2 separate regions of the Triticum aestivum genome follow, and region 1 is linked to region 2. Evidence: chromatin contacts called from public Hi-C data. All regions are on one chromosome and are shown on one strand. The core of a region is the stretch at or near the end of the contact, and the rest is flanking DNA. Distances in the headings are between cores, read along the strand shown. Region 1 holds the start of LOC123075255 (receptor-like protein EIX2). Region 2 holds the start of LOC123080293 (CBS domain-containing protein CBSX6).

What was found. A called contact is a pair of places that touch in the nucleus more often than the background predicts.
Region 1: a contact with region 2 is called in a Hi-C map of leaf, with 4 times the contacts expected there. The contact joins the promoter of LOC123075255 here to the promoter of LOC123080293 in region 2. A contact is called at or near these places in 3 of 5 Hi-C or Micro-C datasets (leaf and an unstated tissue).

The regions. Positions count from the first base shown.
Region 1 is chr3D:536,147,949-536,151,829 of IWGSC CS RefSeq v2.1, reverse strand. LOC123075255 (receptor-like protein EIX2) reads left to right here and starts at 1,504. Exons shown (of 4, transcript XM_044497910.1): 1 at 1,504-1,796; 2 at 1,938-2,812; 3 at 3,067-3,881. The coding sequence starts at 1,504. It overlaps TRNAL-CAA (transfer RNA leucine (anticodon CAA)), which reads right to left and starts at 1,154; the gene lies at 1,071-1,154.
Region 2 is chr3D:535,973,707-535,977,850 of IWGSC CS RefSeq v2.1, reverse strand. It overlaps LOC123080293 (CBS domain-containing protein CBSX6), which reads left to right and starts at 2,056. Exons shown (of 2, transcript XM_044503206.1): 1 at 2,056-2,620; 2 at 4,089-4,144. The coding sequence starts at 2,298.

The DNA of each region.
Region 1 (3,881 bases), core at 255-2,754, 170 kb before region 2:
TCGCTTTCAACAACAGAGAGTGGGAAGAGTTGCAGGTTATCAATACAGCCAAGGCTATGTTGAAAGAGCAAGAACTGGAGTACAGATCTCAGGGAGGAAAAAGAGGAGTCTGAACCAGTGAGGTTTTATTTGCAGATTGAGATGAACGGATTCAAGGAGTGGCCAAATGTCTTTACTGATGCTGCTTGGAAAGATATTTCTTTGTCTGGTAACTCTAATTATGCAGGGTTATAACAACATGAAGGTATATGCGTCTTTGTCTACAAACATGCGAGAGGGCAACATGAGGCGATTTTCATTGCTGCAGCATCTACGGCTTCTTCTGTTATCCAGACTGAAGCTAGAGCTTTGGAATTGGGTGCCCAAATTGCCAAGGCGCTTAATCTTCGTAGGCCCAATTCTTAAGAGATAACCCAGTTCTGGCAGAAGCTGCGGCAAGGCGATACCCTGAAAATTACCCTGGCCACTGGACCATTAGGGATAGTCTTAATGCTTTCATCAAGCACACTAAGGAAGCTGATCCTAGAGTATTCAGGATTAGTCGGTCAAGCAACAAGGGTGCCCATAGGCAAGCTGAAGATGGTTACAACCTTCATAATGCCGGAGCTTGTATTTTCACTTGTGTACGTGTTAGGCATGACTAGGGATCTTGTCCTGTCATAGAGTGTATCGCTAATCTCAATGTGCAGTATTGCTCTGTGTGACATGCCTTTAAGCTGAAATGAAAGGCTGAAAGTTCCACAAAAAAATTTGCTCTGTGTGACATGCCTTTAAGCTGAAATGAAAGGCTGAAAGTTCCACAAATTTTTTTGCTCTGTGTGACATGCCTTTAAGCTGAAATGAAAGTCTGAAAGATCCAAAAAAATGTATAGAGATAGTGAATCTCTAGGTTGTGTAAAGCCCAAAAAAAGGGAATAAAAAAATGAAAGGCTGAAAGTTCCACAAATTTTTTTGCTCTGTGTGACATGCCTTTAAGCTGAAATGAAAGTCTGAAAGATCCAAAAAAATGTATAGAGATAGTGAATCTCTAGGTTGTGTAAAGCCCAAAAAAAGGGAATAAAAAATAAGAATGTCAGAAGTGGGGTTTGAACCCACGCCCTCGTAAGAGGACCAGAACTTGAGTCTGGCGCCTTAGACCACTCGGCCATCCTGACTTTTGTGTTATTTTGCAAGTTTTGCTGTATTTAAAAAGTAGATTTTGCTTTTTAGTTCCTTCCCGAGCTCCCCGAGACAGCTTCCGACCTAGTTGTGCTGTGGTCTCGATCGCCTTTGTCGTGATGTCCTTCACTTCCCTGATTACAAGTGCATGCGAATCAGGAGTTTGCATAACAGATTATAGACTGTGATGCATCGCCGAGACGAGGCGAGACGCGTACCTGCCGTACGAGATAGACCTCTGACGTGAGAGGATTCATTTTCCACAATCGTTATAAGTAGGACTGGACAATCTGCCCGCACTAGTTAGTTAGTGGGAGACCGGCGGCTTAGGAGAGAGCAGAGACCATGGCGACCCCTTGTACCAGTCCGCCATGGGTTCACCGGTCCGGCAAAGTCAAAGTGCGGCTTCACGATGGCTGCACGTCCGCACTAGCTAAGAAATTGGTCTCCATCATAAGCGCGCGCCACACCACATTTCCATCTCTACCACCACCGATCGACCAAGCTCATCTACTCGCTAATGCTCCGGAGTCCGGTCGCCATGCGGGCCACTTCCACCCACCTCGCCGCCACCAAATTCTTACTCACCGTCGTCGTCCTCTCCCTGGCCCTGGCCAGTGGCCACGCACGCCGTGCCGGTCAGACGGCCGATCTGCGTGCCTGAGGAGCGGGACGCGCTGCTAGCCTTCAAGGACGGCGTCACCAGCGACCCCGGGGGGACTCCTCGCCTCCTGGCGACGAGGATCAGACAGCTGCCAATGGCGGTATGTCCGGTGCAGCAACCGGACGGGCCGCGTGCTCGCGCTCAGCCTCCGGGACGCGCCGGGCGGGGCCGAGCTCGACGACAGAGGGAACTACGAGGGGGCGCTCGCCGGCCGGATAAGCCCCTCGCTCCTCTCCCTCTCGCGGCTGCGGCACCTGGACCTCAGCCGGAAGTACCTCGAGGGCTCCCCCGACGCCGCCCTACCGGCCTTCTTGGGCGGCCTCCGGAGCCTGCGCTACCTCAACCTCTCCGGCATCTACTTCTCCGGCGAGGTCCCGCCGCAGCTGGGAAACCTCTCGAGGCTGCGCTCCCTTGACCTCTCAAGCGACTTCGGCACGCAGCTCCTGCGCTCGTCAGACCTCTCGTGGCTGGCGCGTCTGCCATCGCTGCGGCACCTCAGCCTGAGCTCGATCGACATGAGCAGAGCAATGGACTGGCCTCGGGCGGTGAGCATGCTCCCTTCACTCAGAACCCTCCATCTCTCTTCCTGCTCGCTTCCAAGCACGAACCAGTGGCAACTTCCGGCGGCAGGCTTGTGTAACCTCACAAATCTTGAGGAGCTGGATCTCTCCATGAACCGCCTCAACCACCCGGCCGCATCCTCCTGGTTCTGGAACGTGACAAGCCTCACTCACATCAACCTCATGGAAACCTTCCTGTCCGGGCAGCTCCCTGATGCACTGGACGCCATGGCGTCCCTTGAGATTCTTGATTTCTCATATAATGGAAACATGGCTACCATGCCAAGAAGCTTGAGAAACCTCTGCAACCTGAGGTACTTAGACCTGGAGTCGAGCCTCGTAGGCGGCCAGGACATGGGCAAGCTGATGGAAAGCCTGCCGCAGGGATGCCCATCCAACATGTTGCAACAATTGTACCTAGCAAACAATGGTGTATGGTTGGAACCTTGGCAAATTACAAGAGTTTGAGGCACCTGACTGGTGGGTTGCAAGTTCTTGATCTCTCTTACAACAACCTCACCGGAGGATCGATACCGTTGTCCATGGGAAATCTTACTAGCTTGGACACTCTTCACATAGCTTACAATAAACTCACTGGATCAGTACCCACAGGGGAAGGATATTTTGCTGGTTTGAGCACCCTTGTGCTGTCCTGCAATCTCCTTGTTGGTAACATACCTGCAGGAATAGGACACTTTGCTAGATTAAGCACTCTAGACCTTCGTGGCAACTACCTCACTGGACATGTCCCGCCTCAGCTTGGTATGCTCGCTAATCTAACTTACCTGGACATTAGTCTCAATGATCTTCATGGTTTGCTCACGGAGGAGCACTTTGCTGAAATGGCCAGTTTAGAGACATTGGACCTATCGCAGAATCCCCTACTCAAGATTCACGTGGATTCAGAATGGAAGACTCCCTTCAAGCTTAGAGATGCAAATTTTTCGTTGTGCATTATGGGTCCCCTTTTCCCTGCCTGGCTCCAGTGGCAGGTGAATCTTACTTACCTTGACATCTCAAGCTCAGGTATAACTGATAAGCTTCCGGACTGGTTCACCACTGCATTTTCAGCAATGGATTTTCTGGATATTTTCAACAATTCAATATATGGCGAATTGCCGGAAAATATGGAGGACATGTCATTGACACAATTCTTTCTCGATTCCAATAGACTTACTGGGCCCATACCAAGTCTACCAAGGAATATCATCTACTTGGATATCTCCATGAACTCTTTATCAGGGCCTTTCCCATCCAACCTTGGAGCTCCAGGACTAGAAACGTTGCTTATGTTCTCGAATGGCATCGTGGGTCATCTTCCCGAATCAATCTGCCATTCACAGAAGTTGATAGTCTTAGACTTAGCAAACAACCTTCTCGTTGGAGAACTACATTCATGTTCTAGAATGGAATCCTTGAGGTACCTGCTGTTAAGTAACAATAGCTTCTCTGGACCATTCCCACCATTTGTACAGAGCTGCAAAAACTTGGGTTTCTTG
Region 2 (4,144 bases), core at 807-3,306:
ATTCATTCAAGAACTGCGCGCGCGTGTGGTGGTGGTGGTATCAGTTGGTGGTCCATCGAGATTAACCAGCTGCTTGGCTCGACTCGGTTAAGGCTCAGCTTGTTACGGCTTGACTTGTTTAGCTCGTTAAGCTTAATTAGAAAATACTCCCTCTGTTTTTATTTACTCCGCGTATTAGTTAGTTTTGGTCAAAGTCAAGCTTTACAAACTTTGACAAAGTTTATAGACAAAAATATTAACATATACAGTAACAAACCAATACCATTAGATTCGTTGTTGAATGTACTTCCACATCATATAGATTTGTTATGCTAAATATTTATTATTTTTTCTATAAATTTGATCAAATTTTACAAAGTTGGACTTCAGTCAAGTCTAATATGCGGAGTAAATAAAAACGGAGGGAGTATCTTGTTTGGCTAAAGTTTGAGGTTTGATTTTTAAAAAATCTATATGCACTACATTATACGAGTAGAATGGAGGGAGTAAGATAAGAATATATGTTATGGTGTACTTACGAGAACAGAACGCCAATCTGTTGGCTAGCTCTGCGGGAGCGCAGGCAGCCCACCCCAGTTTGAGTCCTGAATCAGCCGCGGGTGCTTATGGATATTCTTATGTCATCAAGGACTGGTCCTGATTTTGTTATGGTGTACTCCCTCCGTCCGAAAATACTTGTCATCAAAATGAATAAAAAGGGATGTATCTAGATGTATTTTAGTTCTACATATACCCCTTTTTTGTCTATTTTGATGACAAATATTTTCGGACGGAGAAAGTACTAACGAGCTTGTTACCTCATTCATTAAGCCCATTAAATTTAACAGACTAAGATCAGCGATTGGCCTCTTCGTTAAGGAGCGATTTACGAGCTTAACGAGCCGAGCTATCGCACGCTCATTAATCTCAGGATCTAGTGCTTTTGATCCACCACTAATCGACCATCACATCAACAATCAGTCTAGCCACTGCGCGTAGCAGGCCAATCGAAAATCTGCCGGCTGATTGGGTTTATCTCGGCGGTGGTGACACTAATGCTAGTGTCATGTGTCGTGTCGAGTGTGCATTAGCGAGAGGTTCTTGCATTTCGATATCTCGTGGGCGCTCGCGTCTTCTTAGATTACAATCTGACGACGAACTAGTGGTTCTCTTGCGGTAGTTGTGTCTTCAGCAGCAGTGTGTTCAGTCACTTCAAGTTCTCACATACTGGTGTGGACTATTCATATCACACGAGACGACTGCTCAAGGCATTGGAGATTAGTCGAACCTGTCCATGCATGTTTAGTCTTTTGTGTAGCTAGAGACATCGGCTTCCAAAAAAACTTCATGTGACTTTAGCTTTGTTATGTATCTTTGGCGTCATGTAATTTTCAGTTATTCATTTGAAGTACTTTATCCAATAAGTTACTAGCTCACCCTAAAAAAAACAAAAACAAAAAACAACAAGTTACTAGTATGTTCGAATCATTGGCAAAGAAAAACACTCAAAGGTGGAGGGTTACCCAGATAGTCATTCATTGATTATATCTTCTTTTTCCCTTCGAAAAAGACACGGCACAAAGGTAGACACTGATATACACACCAACACTCACCCTCGCAAGCCTCCAATCCTTCTATTTAGGTTGTTTTATATAAATACAAATAGACGTAGACGCTCATACCCTCACTCATATAAATGCACACAAGAACACTCTACCCCTATGGACACCTTCGTGAGACTAAGCCGGCACATCATCTTGAGATTGATAAAGTTGTCAAAGACGCTTTTGCAGTCGACGGGGTGTCTCCACCACTAAGCTCACATCACCGAAAAGTCTTAAATAAATTCAGAAAAATGCGATCGCCGGTGTCAATTTTAGGACTTAAACTCTGATGGGCTATTTAGATTTTGACAGCTCAATATGTATGCCACGTGGTTGATCCATCATTCTGCCAGATTCCACATTATACATGGCACACAATAAATGAGTAAATCACAATGGAGATCCATCAGCCGACCACCCCGAATCTCAAAGCATGGCCACGGAGCTGATTTAACCCCATCCAGCCGGTCTCTCCTCCCACCGCATCGCATATCCCCTCCCTCGCATCACCCACACCACGCGGGCAGCCGGCTTCAATTTTTCCATCCGCTCGCCGTGCTCTTAATGGGCTTTCCCTCCCTCCGACATGGCCGGCGACCCCCGCACCCGCGCCGCCGGTGACCCCTCCTCCTCCCCCGCCGTCGGCCCCTCCAGGCTCTTCCTCCACCTGCTCCTCCTCCACTCGCTCTTATAACCCCGCGCCCACCTGAGCCCATGGCCGCCGTCTTCTACCACCACGTCGTCGGCGACCTCACCGTCGGCAAGCCCGAGATCGCCGAGCTCAGCGACGCCGACACGCTCGACGACGCGGCGCGGGCCATCGCCGGCAGCCCCGAGGGCGCCGTGCCCGTCTGGCGCGCGCGGGCCGCCCCCGACGACCCGCCCTCCGGGATCCGCTTCCTCGGCATGATCTCCGCCGTCGACATCGCCGCCTTCCTCGCCGGCGCCGGCGCCGGCGACCGCGCCATGCGCGCCGCCGTCGGCGAGGTCGTGCAGCCCAACCAGGACCTGCTCCGGGAGGTCGATCCCGGCACCAGGTCAGTTCTTGTTCCTCGACCCGCCCCTTCTCGCCGCCGTCGTGTCCTGTCCCCGCCCGTCCCATCAGGAATCCCACCCAATCTCAAGTCTTTAGGCATCATTCGTCTGCGGTTTCGTAGTCGTAGGCAGTGGTGATTCAGTCTACGCACTGTGGCTGTTGACTCCTGCTTAGCTCGGATCTGTCCCTGCCTGCTGGGATGCTTCACTACAGCCGAATGCTGATGCGCAAACCTCTGTTTTCTAATGCGGTCTGGTTGGTGATCTTTGTCTCTTATGCACGTTCCTACTAATTACAAATCTGCGGCCAGTACAAAATTGTTTTTGAGTCTGTTCTGAATCCATCAGAAATCACTGGGGGTTTGTGCCTTTGTGGTTAATAAATCACTCTTCTATGGTGCTTCTTCTGTTGGTGCAAATCAGGAAGTGCTTACTGCTCAATGAAGCTGCCTAAAGTTGTGTTTACTGGATACTAAAACTGGGGTAGTGGTTGTGTTTAACACAATCTCTTTCAGAAGAAAGCATGGTAAGGTCAATGCTTGATGAGCTGGGAAGAAATGTCTTAGTTCATGAAAAATAGTTGGATCGAACTTCCGGACAGACAATCTGGATATTGTTTTGCTAGGTCATGTGCCTTAGTCGCAAATCCACTGCTCAAGTTTAAGTTGCTTTATCCCTGTGTGCACAGTTTCTTTCTTCAGTATCCAAAGAAATGCCACAACTGGTCATGCTTTCTTCATTAAACCACCATTTTAGTTGCCCCTTTAGGGAGCATTTGCTGACAACAACTCAAAAGACTATCCATCACATAGCTCCTCGAGACTGAAAAACTGTAACTCATGACCGTTACCAACAGCATAGATTTGCTAGGTATTCACCTATCAGTATATGTGGCTATTCTTAACTTTTTTCAATTCCTAGAGTAGACCGATCATTCTACAATCTTAGCTTGTATTTTACTCTTATCTTCCAGCATCATGAAGTGTCTCCAGTCCATTCCGAAACTTAAACAAGCCAGATGGCTTTCACATGGTGCAGAGTTTGTCCTTCTGATTGTGTTGCCATAAGAGGAACAAAGTGGGAACATGGTTCCATTTGGCAATGCGATGTCGCAATCAGGAAGGCAGCAATCCATGTGGAAGCCGTGCTGGCTGTCAAGGGATTCATGAGTCAAGACAATAGTTTAAATAAACTGAGCCATACATGACACATGCGAGGCAGTCCAATCATGTCTCGAAATGATTTGGCAGCACCAAGTAGTGAGCCAATGTCACATTCTTAGGGATGACATAATAGTTGCCCGCAAATAAAAAGTTCAATAGGACATAAGAGTCTGAGCTGGATGATGCGTCTGCCAATCATACTGCTCTGCTTTTTTTAGTCCTTTGCCTTTCAAGCAAATTCATTTCTAAAGATGCGATGTTTGACATATGTATTTTGTTATTCAGCCAAGTTTGATTGTCTTGCAAGGTTGATCGATGCGCTGGAGTTGATGAGGAATGGAGTGAAGCGCTTCCTTGTCCGCA